Regions from separate parts of the Sus scrofa genome. Here region 1 is linked to region 2. Evidence: chromatin contacts called from public HiChIP or PLAC-seq data. All regions are on one chromosome and are shown on one strand. Each heading gives the region's core, a stretch centred on a gene start, on an enhancer-like site or on the middle of the called end of the contact. The rest is flanking DNA. Distances are from core to core; before and after follow the strand shown.

The links. HiChIP or PLAC-seq counts read pairs in DNA pulled down with a chosen protein or histone mark.
Region 1: an H3K27ac HiChIP or PLAC-seq map of alveolar macrophages shows a contact between it and region 2. The contact joins the promoter of RAB3GAP2 here to the promoter of BPNT1 in region 2. A contact is called at or near these places in 2 of 47 Hi-C or Micro-C datasets (heart right ventricle and skeletal muscle) and 1 of 2 datasets of contacts at active chromatin or transcription factors (alveolar macrophages).

What each region holds. Positions count from the first base shown.
Region 1 is chr10:9,825,699-9,829,590 of Sscrofa11.1, forward strand. It overlaps RAB3GAP2 (rab3 GTPase-activating protein non-catalytic subunit), which reads right to left and starts at 2,632. Exons shown (of 35, transcript XR_002336185.1): 1 at 2,349-2,632.
Region 2 is chr10:9,681,984-9,686,027 of Sscrofa11.1, forward strand. BPNT1 (3'(2'),5'-bisphosphate nucleotidase 1) reads right to left here and starts at 2,132. Exons shown (of 10, transcript XM_021064317.1): 1 at 1,804-2,132. It overlaps IARS2 (isoleucine--tRNA ligase, mitochondrial), which reads left to right and starts at 3,658. Exons shown (of 23, transcript XM_005656783.3): 1 at 3,658-4,044. The coding sequence starts at 3,803.

The DNA of each region.
Region 1 (3,892 bases), core at 1,382-3,881, 140 kb after region 2:
TACAGGTGCGTCAAGGAAAGGAAAGGGAAAAGAAACGAAACGAAACCAAGAGTAGAAGCAGGATGATTTGTAATATGAGCAGGGTGCCACGGCCCAGGTGAGAGAGGACGGTGGCTGGACCAGGGGAGGGGCCGTGGGCTAGAGAAAATGTGTTCTTTTCTCTACACCTCCTGCCTACAGCCCTATGTCCACGATCCTTCACAACCTGCCTCCTTGAAATGGGCATTTTTTCAGTCCGCATATCCTGTAAATGCGCCCTCTGCCTCCACACCTTCCCTGACGCCAGGACAGCCCTCCCGTCCCAGTCGCCTCCACCTTCCCCAAACCAAGGAGCCTGTTTCCATCTTCTGCTGCATTTGCAAGTGCTGCCATTCCCCGCATCCAATTTGCTCTCACTCCTGGGGCATTACTCTCACCTGCTTTTCCTTTCTTTCTGTTGCTCTTCCTCAGTCCTCTTCCATCAACCACTCTTTGACGCTTCAACTTCGATGCTCCTCTAAGGCCACATGTTGGGTCCCAAATTCATTTCAAGGGTTGCATACATAACCCTTGAGGCTGACCGATACTATTTTGCTGGTAACTCCCAAATGAACACCTCTTTCCCCGGAATCATTATTAAGTTTTGGATCTTTTTAATTGGACTCACTGCATACATTCACAATTGCACAAACTGCAGACGTTTAAGATGCAAAACATCCAAAACCTACCTCCTTCATTCTCAACCCTTGCCCAAGCCAAAGGCATCCTCAAGTGCTCTCACTCACCAGCCCCAGATCTCTGGTAGGTCCTGCAGATTCTCCCTCCCAGCATCTCTCTAAGCTGGCTCCTGCTCTCAAGCTCCGCTGAAGCTATTTTAGTTTACGCCCGCCCACCTGACTTTTACATGGATTATTGGAATCACCTCCCAACCAATTTCCCTGTTTCTTATCTCTCCTCCACACAGCTGCCAAAGCACTTGACAGGGTGATTCAACTGTGCTGATTAAGCACAAATCTGACCTGCTCAACGTCTTTCGGAAGCATCCCACTCCTGCAAGGCTTCCCATGATCAAGCTCCTTGCTACCTTTACAGCTCATCTTCCCTCCCCTCTCTTTTCCTGGCATCCTCTTTCTCAGTCATTCCGCCTGCCTGAGCTCTCTAAATATCATGCCATTTCAGGCCTTCCTTCCTTTGCTCAGCAAACGCCGCTGCTTCTCCCTGTTCATCTAATTCCTACTTCAATGGCTTCTAGGGAGGCTTAAGTACCACCACTTAAAGTATCCCTAGTGCCATCTGTGCATCTCAATCACACTGTACTGTACAAGCTCACGCACTTGTCTCCGTCAACCATAAGGGCCGAGACAACAGAGTCTATCAACCTTATTTGATTTGCAGCACTGCTGACTGGCACACAGGAAATACTCCTAAACAGGTCTGATTTGATGCCTTCTAAATTTAAAAAAGGAAAGGAGCTTATGTAGTGGAACTTTTATCACCCTTCCAGTAGAGCACAAAGTAACAGCACTCTACTACAAAGCCAAATGTGCTTCGGACAAATGGCTTTTACTACAAAGCCACGTGAATGGAAATACAAAGAAATCAAACAGAAAACACACACCCTTTTCAACAGCAGAAATGTACGAAGTTCTTTAGAACCACGCAGCCGCTAATAAACCAGACTTGCGCTTTTATACTACGTGGGCAAGTCGCACTGTTTGATGATAATAACAGGTTGGAAAGCTTCTCATCTCAAGAAAGCAAATTATTAACGTCTCATGGCCACGCTACTGTAATTTCAGGCCCGATGTGGGTTCCCACCTCCTGACAGGTCCGTGTCCTTACGTAGGAGACGCCTACGCATCACCTTAGGAGTCCCTCACCTGTCAATCACTCGTTCTCTAAATCTGAACCGGAGGAAAGCTGACGGAAGAAGGCAGAGTGCGGGCGATGGTAAACACTTTGGGAAAGGGCGGCAGCGGAAGGCCACGGTCCCAGGCAAGGACGAGCGCGGAGGGTGAGGCAAAGCCAGGCCAGAGCGCTGACAGCTGGCGAGGAACCGGGAGGAAGACGCGACCTCGGAGCTGGGCGCCGGGGCTGGAGCCACGCGAGGCGGAGGAGACACGCGGGAGAGCGGGGGTGGGGAGAGCGCTCGGCCGGGACCAGAGGAGGCGAGACGCAGGGTCCGGCCAGAGGGCGGGGCGGTTCCGGCGCGAGGCCGACGGCGCCGACGCAGGCAGCGCGGACGCGGCCCCAGGGCGAGGAGGGCAGGGGATCCGCGAGGGGAGCTAGGAGCCGGGGGCCGGAGTCGCGCAGTTGGGGGGAGACTGGACCCCGCGATCAGGGCGTGCGGGGGCGGCGGGGGCACTTACTGGGGTCCCTCTTCAAGGCGCCGCTGGGGGTCTCCTCCCGCAGATGAGGGAAGAGGAAGTCCCGGGCGGCCTGGAGGTCCTGGAAGTAGCAGAACTGGACGATGGAGCAGGCCATGGCTCCGGGGACCCCCGATCGGGCATCCAGCTGGCCTCGCCACCCCTGCCCCCGCCACCCCGCGGCCACCGCCGCCGCCGCCGCCGCCTCCGCGGAGCCGGGAAAGCAGGAGCCGCGCGGGGGCGGGGACACCAGGCCGGAAGCCGTCAGCGCCCGCGGGGCCGCCGTCCGAGCGCTGCGCATGCGCGGGCGGCCCGCGTGACGTGACCGACGGCGGCGTCGACGTGGAGGATGGGGCTGGTTCTGGTCCCAGTCCTGCGGCTGCACCGGGGGATGAAACGTCTTCTTTCTTGTGGCTTTTAGCCAGAGATGATCTAATTGGACGCCGGCCCTCGAGTCATTTAACCAGTCTCCTGGACCTGCCACAATTGGCAGGATCCTGATGGTTGAGCGGATAGTCCCTGTTAAGCCTGCGGCAGGCCAGTTGAGGACGGTATCATGCAAGTATCTGAGTTTGAAAGATATTTCTTCTGGCCATCAGCCCCATCAAGGCTACTTTAAATGCCCTGCCTATAAATTCTCATCGTTCTACGTACGCCTAATATAATGCGTGTTGTGCTGAATTATATTTAGGTTTTCGGCATCCACTTGCTTTTACATTCATTCATTCATGCATTCAACACATTCATTACTCTCTTTTCAATGTCAGCCACGCAAGGCACTGAGTATAAAGCAGGGAACAAAAGAAATAAAATGTTTGTTCCCGTGGACCTCAAAATTCTAGTGGCTGACACAGTTAGTAACCAATGTAATTGAAGTTGTAATAGTGCTAGGAGGAAAAGAGAGTTAAAAAGTACTATGAAAGAACAGATCAGTAGAGTTCCCGTCGTGGCGCAGTGGTTAAGGAATCCGACTAGGAACCATGAGGTTTCAGGTTGGATCCCTGGCCTTGCTCAGTGGGTTAAGGATCCGGCGTCGCAAACGCGGTCATATCCCACGTTGCTGTGGCTCTGGCGTAGGCCAGCGGCTACAGCTCCGATTCAGCCCCTAGCCTGGGAACCTCCATATGCCGTGGGAGCGGCCCTAGAAAAGGCAAAAAGACAAAACCGAACAGTGGACTTTACCTTGTTTTTTCTTTTTCGTTCTGTTTCGCTGAAGCGGAGGTGGAGGGTTGTCAGGATCAGGAAGCAGACTTGATTGTAAACTGCTGAAGGCTGTGATGTCATTAAATTGCGCATTATATCCACCGTGTCTAGCGAGGAACCTGGAACACTGTGCTCAATAAATATTTGTTGGAGGAGTAAATGGAATGTGTATATAAAGTAAATACAATAACTCCATGCTTTTCCAAAGCACTTCCATGTTCATTAAAGTACTTTCCCACATATTCAATTAGATAGTCACAATGCCATCTTGGAAAAGTGTCTTTTCTCAGTTTTTTAGTGAAGGAATTTATCTGTGTGTCTGAGAAGACGCAAAGTCCATTTAA
Region 2 (4,044 bases), core at 882-3,381:
TTTACAGCTGCAAACAAGGTTAGCTTAGGACAAAACCAACAGGAATCAAAATGATTCATTTATTCTCATACTTTGGGAGAAGTATCTTGAATTCAACATAAAGGCAGTGATCATAGGAGGATTAGGATCTTATATGAGTTTCCAATCAAAACACTAAGATTATTTATTTTTTGAAATCTAACTATAACAAATTCTGAAAAAAGAGCAATGAGCAGAGAACTCTTAACAATTATCAAAATATGATGTAAAGCTATAGTAATTAAAAGAGTTTAGTCCTGGGCAGAATTTGGGAAACAAACGAATGGAATTAAATACATTCCAGAGACAGATCAAACATACTAAATGTGATATTTTAAATAATGGAGAAAAGTTAATTGCACAAAAACTGGTGGGGATAATCCTTTTTTAAAAGCTGCAATCCTTTTGCATTCTTTTTTTTATAATGATTTTTATTTTTTCCATTATAGCTGGCTTTTTGCATTCTGTATATTAATGTATATTCCATATCAATACATGATTTTATTTAATTTTGTTTTTTTGTCTTCTTAGGGCCGTAGCCAGGGCACATGGAGGTTCCCAGGCTAGGGGTCTAATCGGAGCTGTAGCCACTGGCCTACGCCACAGCCATGCCAGATCTGATCCATGTCTGCGACCTATACCACAGCTCATGGCAACACCGGATCCTTAACCTACTGAGCAAGGCCAGGGATGAATCCTGTGTCCTCATGGATACTAATCAGTTTCGTTTCCGTTGAGCCATGATGGGAACTCCCCAATACACGATTTTAAAAGCCATACAGTATGGATAGAAAACATGGGTGAAAATGTTTTATAAATTTGGAAAAGGACTTTTAAACATAACTAAACCCAAGAATCCATTATAGGATATATTGATAAATATGACTGCACAAAAATTAAAACATCTACATAGCTAAAATAGCATAAACAAAGCAAACAGATGACTGACAAAATGAGAAAAAAATCCAGTATCACATACTAAACAAATGAGCTAATTTTTGTGACCTAAGGGGCTTACAAATATCAACATGCAAAAGATGAATAATCCAATGGAAAAATGAGCAAATGGCACCAATAGGCAATTCTTGGAAAATAAAAGCAAAGGCCATCAAATCATGAAATGCTCATTATTATTACTGAACTCATTAAATGCTCATTATTCCACTAATAATGCAAAAACGCAATTTAAATCAATGAGGAATGATTGTTCATTTCAAGACTGACTTAGGTAAGAAAGTTTGCCCAGTGTTGGCTAGAGTGTGAGGGAAGATCTTCCTGAGCATTATTAACAAGGATGTAAAAATGGGGAAACCTCCTTTAAAAAAATCTTATTAAAAGTCAAATGTACCTATCTTTTGACCTAGAAATTACATTTTCAGGGACACTAAATAAATTAAGCAAATCTACAGCCAGAAAAGGCAGTAGGAAGAATGCATGCAAATTTAACGAAATTTAATTTTAGGCATAAGACGGTCTCTAAATCAGGGTGCACTAAAAGAAGCCATTGTCCAGGTTTGCCTTATTTCAACAATATATAGCCATAAAAAGACCCCAGGGCAAGAAAATAACAATACAGATAAACGATCAAAAGCTGGATTCCGACACTCAAGAATCCAGCTCCGAAATTGGAATATCCGGAGAGGCGATCTGATTCACGTAATTTTTAAAAACATAAACCCCTTCAATCTCTTCACTTCTGTGCAAAGACGTGGAGTTAAGAGACCAATATACTACTCAGATCCGCCTAAGGCCCCGCGCTGACCCTCAGGGGAGAAAATTACTTACGGTGACAAGACTGGGATCAAGTCAGACGAAAGACACTTCAGGAATAACCAAAAAAAGTGTTATCAAGCCACAGGTCCCCACTGCGAGCAGTTCAGCGCTTACACTCCTTGGATAGGTCAGCAGTGCATGCTGACCGGCCAACCTCAGCTACTGAGCATGCGGGAAGTTCGGCGCAGGCGCAAAACAGCTACTTCGCCGTAATTGACGCCCAGGTCTGACTCCCGATCCGCGGTAACGTCCGCTTCTCCGTGTTTTCGCCAAGCTTTCCGTAGGGTCCAGTCACCTGAAATCTATACTGAAGGTGTAGCCACTCTGAAAGATTCTGTTCTGCTTGCAGGTGTCTTCCAGTGCACTTTGTGTTGGGTGGATTAGTGATACCGCCCTGCGGGGGAGGGTGGCTACCCAACCTCGAAACTCTGGGAGTCCGTGGACTAGCTTCAGGAGGTCGGGACACCCCCACCTCGGCTCCCCGTAGAAAAACTTTACGCTGATTTGTGCTGCTAGCGCTTACGTGTGTGTACCACGTCTTCTTTATCCATTCATCTGTTGATGGACACTTGGGTTGATTACATACCTTGGCAATTGTAAATAATGCTGTTAGGAAAACTGAAGTACATGTATCTTTTCAAATTAGTATTTTTGTGTTTTGGGGATATATCCCCAGGAGTGGAATTGCTGGATCACGTGGTGGTTCTATTTTTAGTTTTTTGAGAAACCTCCACACTTTTTTCCACTGTGGCTGCACCAATTTACATTCCCACTAACAGTGTGGGAAGGTCTAGGCCTTTTCTTAGAGCTTGGGCCCCCAGATTGGAATTTTGCTTTATCTTTGCTGATGATGAAGAGCCATAAGGCACCATCTGCATCATTTTGTAGGTTAAACACTTAGAAAAACTCTTAACAGCAGAATCTTTATCAATTTTTTACAATGTTCTCCCTACTACTTTACCCTTTGCGCAATTGAACATTAGTTCGTTTTTGCTTTGTAGAGACTTGCCTTAACTGGATTCTTTTGAACTTCAGCTTAGTTTTTCCTAAAAAAAGTTGTTTTGGGGGAGAGAACAGTTAGTGAGCAACTTTCATTGTGCTCTCATGTAACTCCCAAATTTCTGTAATTCGAAACAAACAATTTCTATTAAAAACAGCAGAAAGGGGCATCGACAAATGGCTACCCTTACATGGAATTTTAGTTTGAGAAGGTTGTATCTACAATCTTATTTGATTTCCATAATAACTCTGAGTTAAATCAGACCATTTATTCTATTATGTTAAAAATATATGCATAACAAAACTTTTCATCTTAACCATCCACTTGTGTTTCTAATTAACTTATAATTACATAACAAGTACAATTGGCATGAATAAGGTTAAGGATAAACAACTGACTGTAGACCCAACAAGCGGGAGGAGAACTATGCAGGGGCCCCAGAGAGTAGCCTTCCGCTCTGATTTCTCAGTGTACCCTCAGTGCGGGGTTCAGGGGGAAACAGCACTATTGCAGTCAGCAGCTTGTTATGTGGAGGCTGGCTGTATTCGCTGGAGCAGTGTTCCCAGGAGGTAGCCATCAGCCCCCGGTAGCAGTTGAGCACTTCGCAAGTAGTCCAAAAGGAGATGTGCTGTACTTAAAAACACGTACCAAATTTCGAAGATTCAGACAGATTTCATATTAACTACATGTTTAAGTGATGATATCTTGGTCCTATTGGGTTAAATAAAATGTATTCTTGAAAAAAGACAAGGTCACTGAAATAGGAGCCAAAAGGGCGGGCCACACCTAGCCCCGCCCCTCAGAGGCAGCCCCGCCCCGGGGAGGTTGCCGCTAAGACCCGGACGTGGCTCCGCCCATGCAGCGCTCCCCGCCCCTTCCCCGCCCCTTCCCCTTCCCGCGCGCGTGCGCACTCCTGCAAAACCGCGCGCAGGTGCTCCGCGCTCCCAGGTCCTCAGATCCCGGGCCGAGTTAAGGCCCTGGCGCTCGCCTGGCGGCTGGCGTTGGCCCACCATGCGTTGGGGGCTGCGCCCGAGTGGGCCGGGGGCAGCGGCCCTGGCCGCGGCCCGGAATTTGTGGGTGCAGCCCCGCCCGTCCTGTAGGCCGAGCTGGCGAGGGACGACGGGGAGGCTTTCGGTGCGGTCAGTCACCGGGGCCAGTAACCAGCTGCAGAACTCGAGGAATGGCAGCTATCGGGACACGGTGCTGCTGCCGCAGACCAGCTTCCCCATGAAACTGCTGGGCAGCCAGCAGCC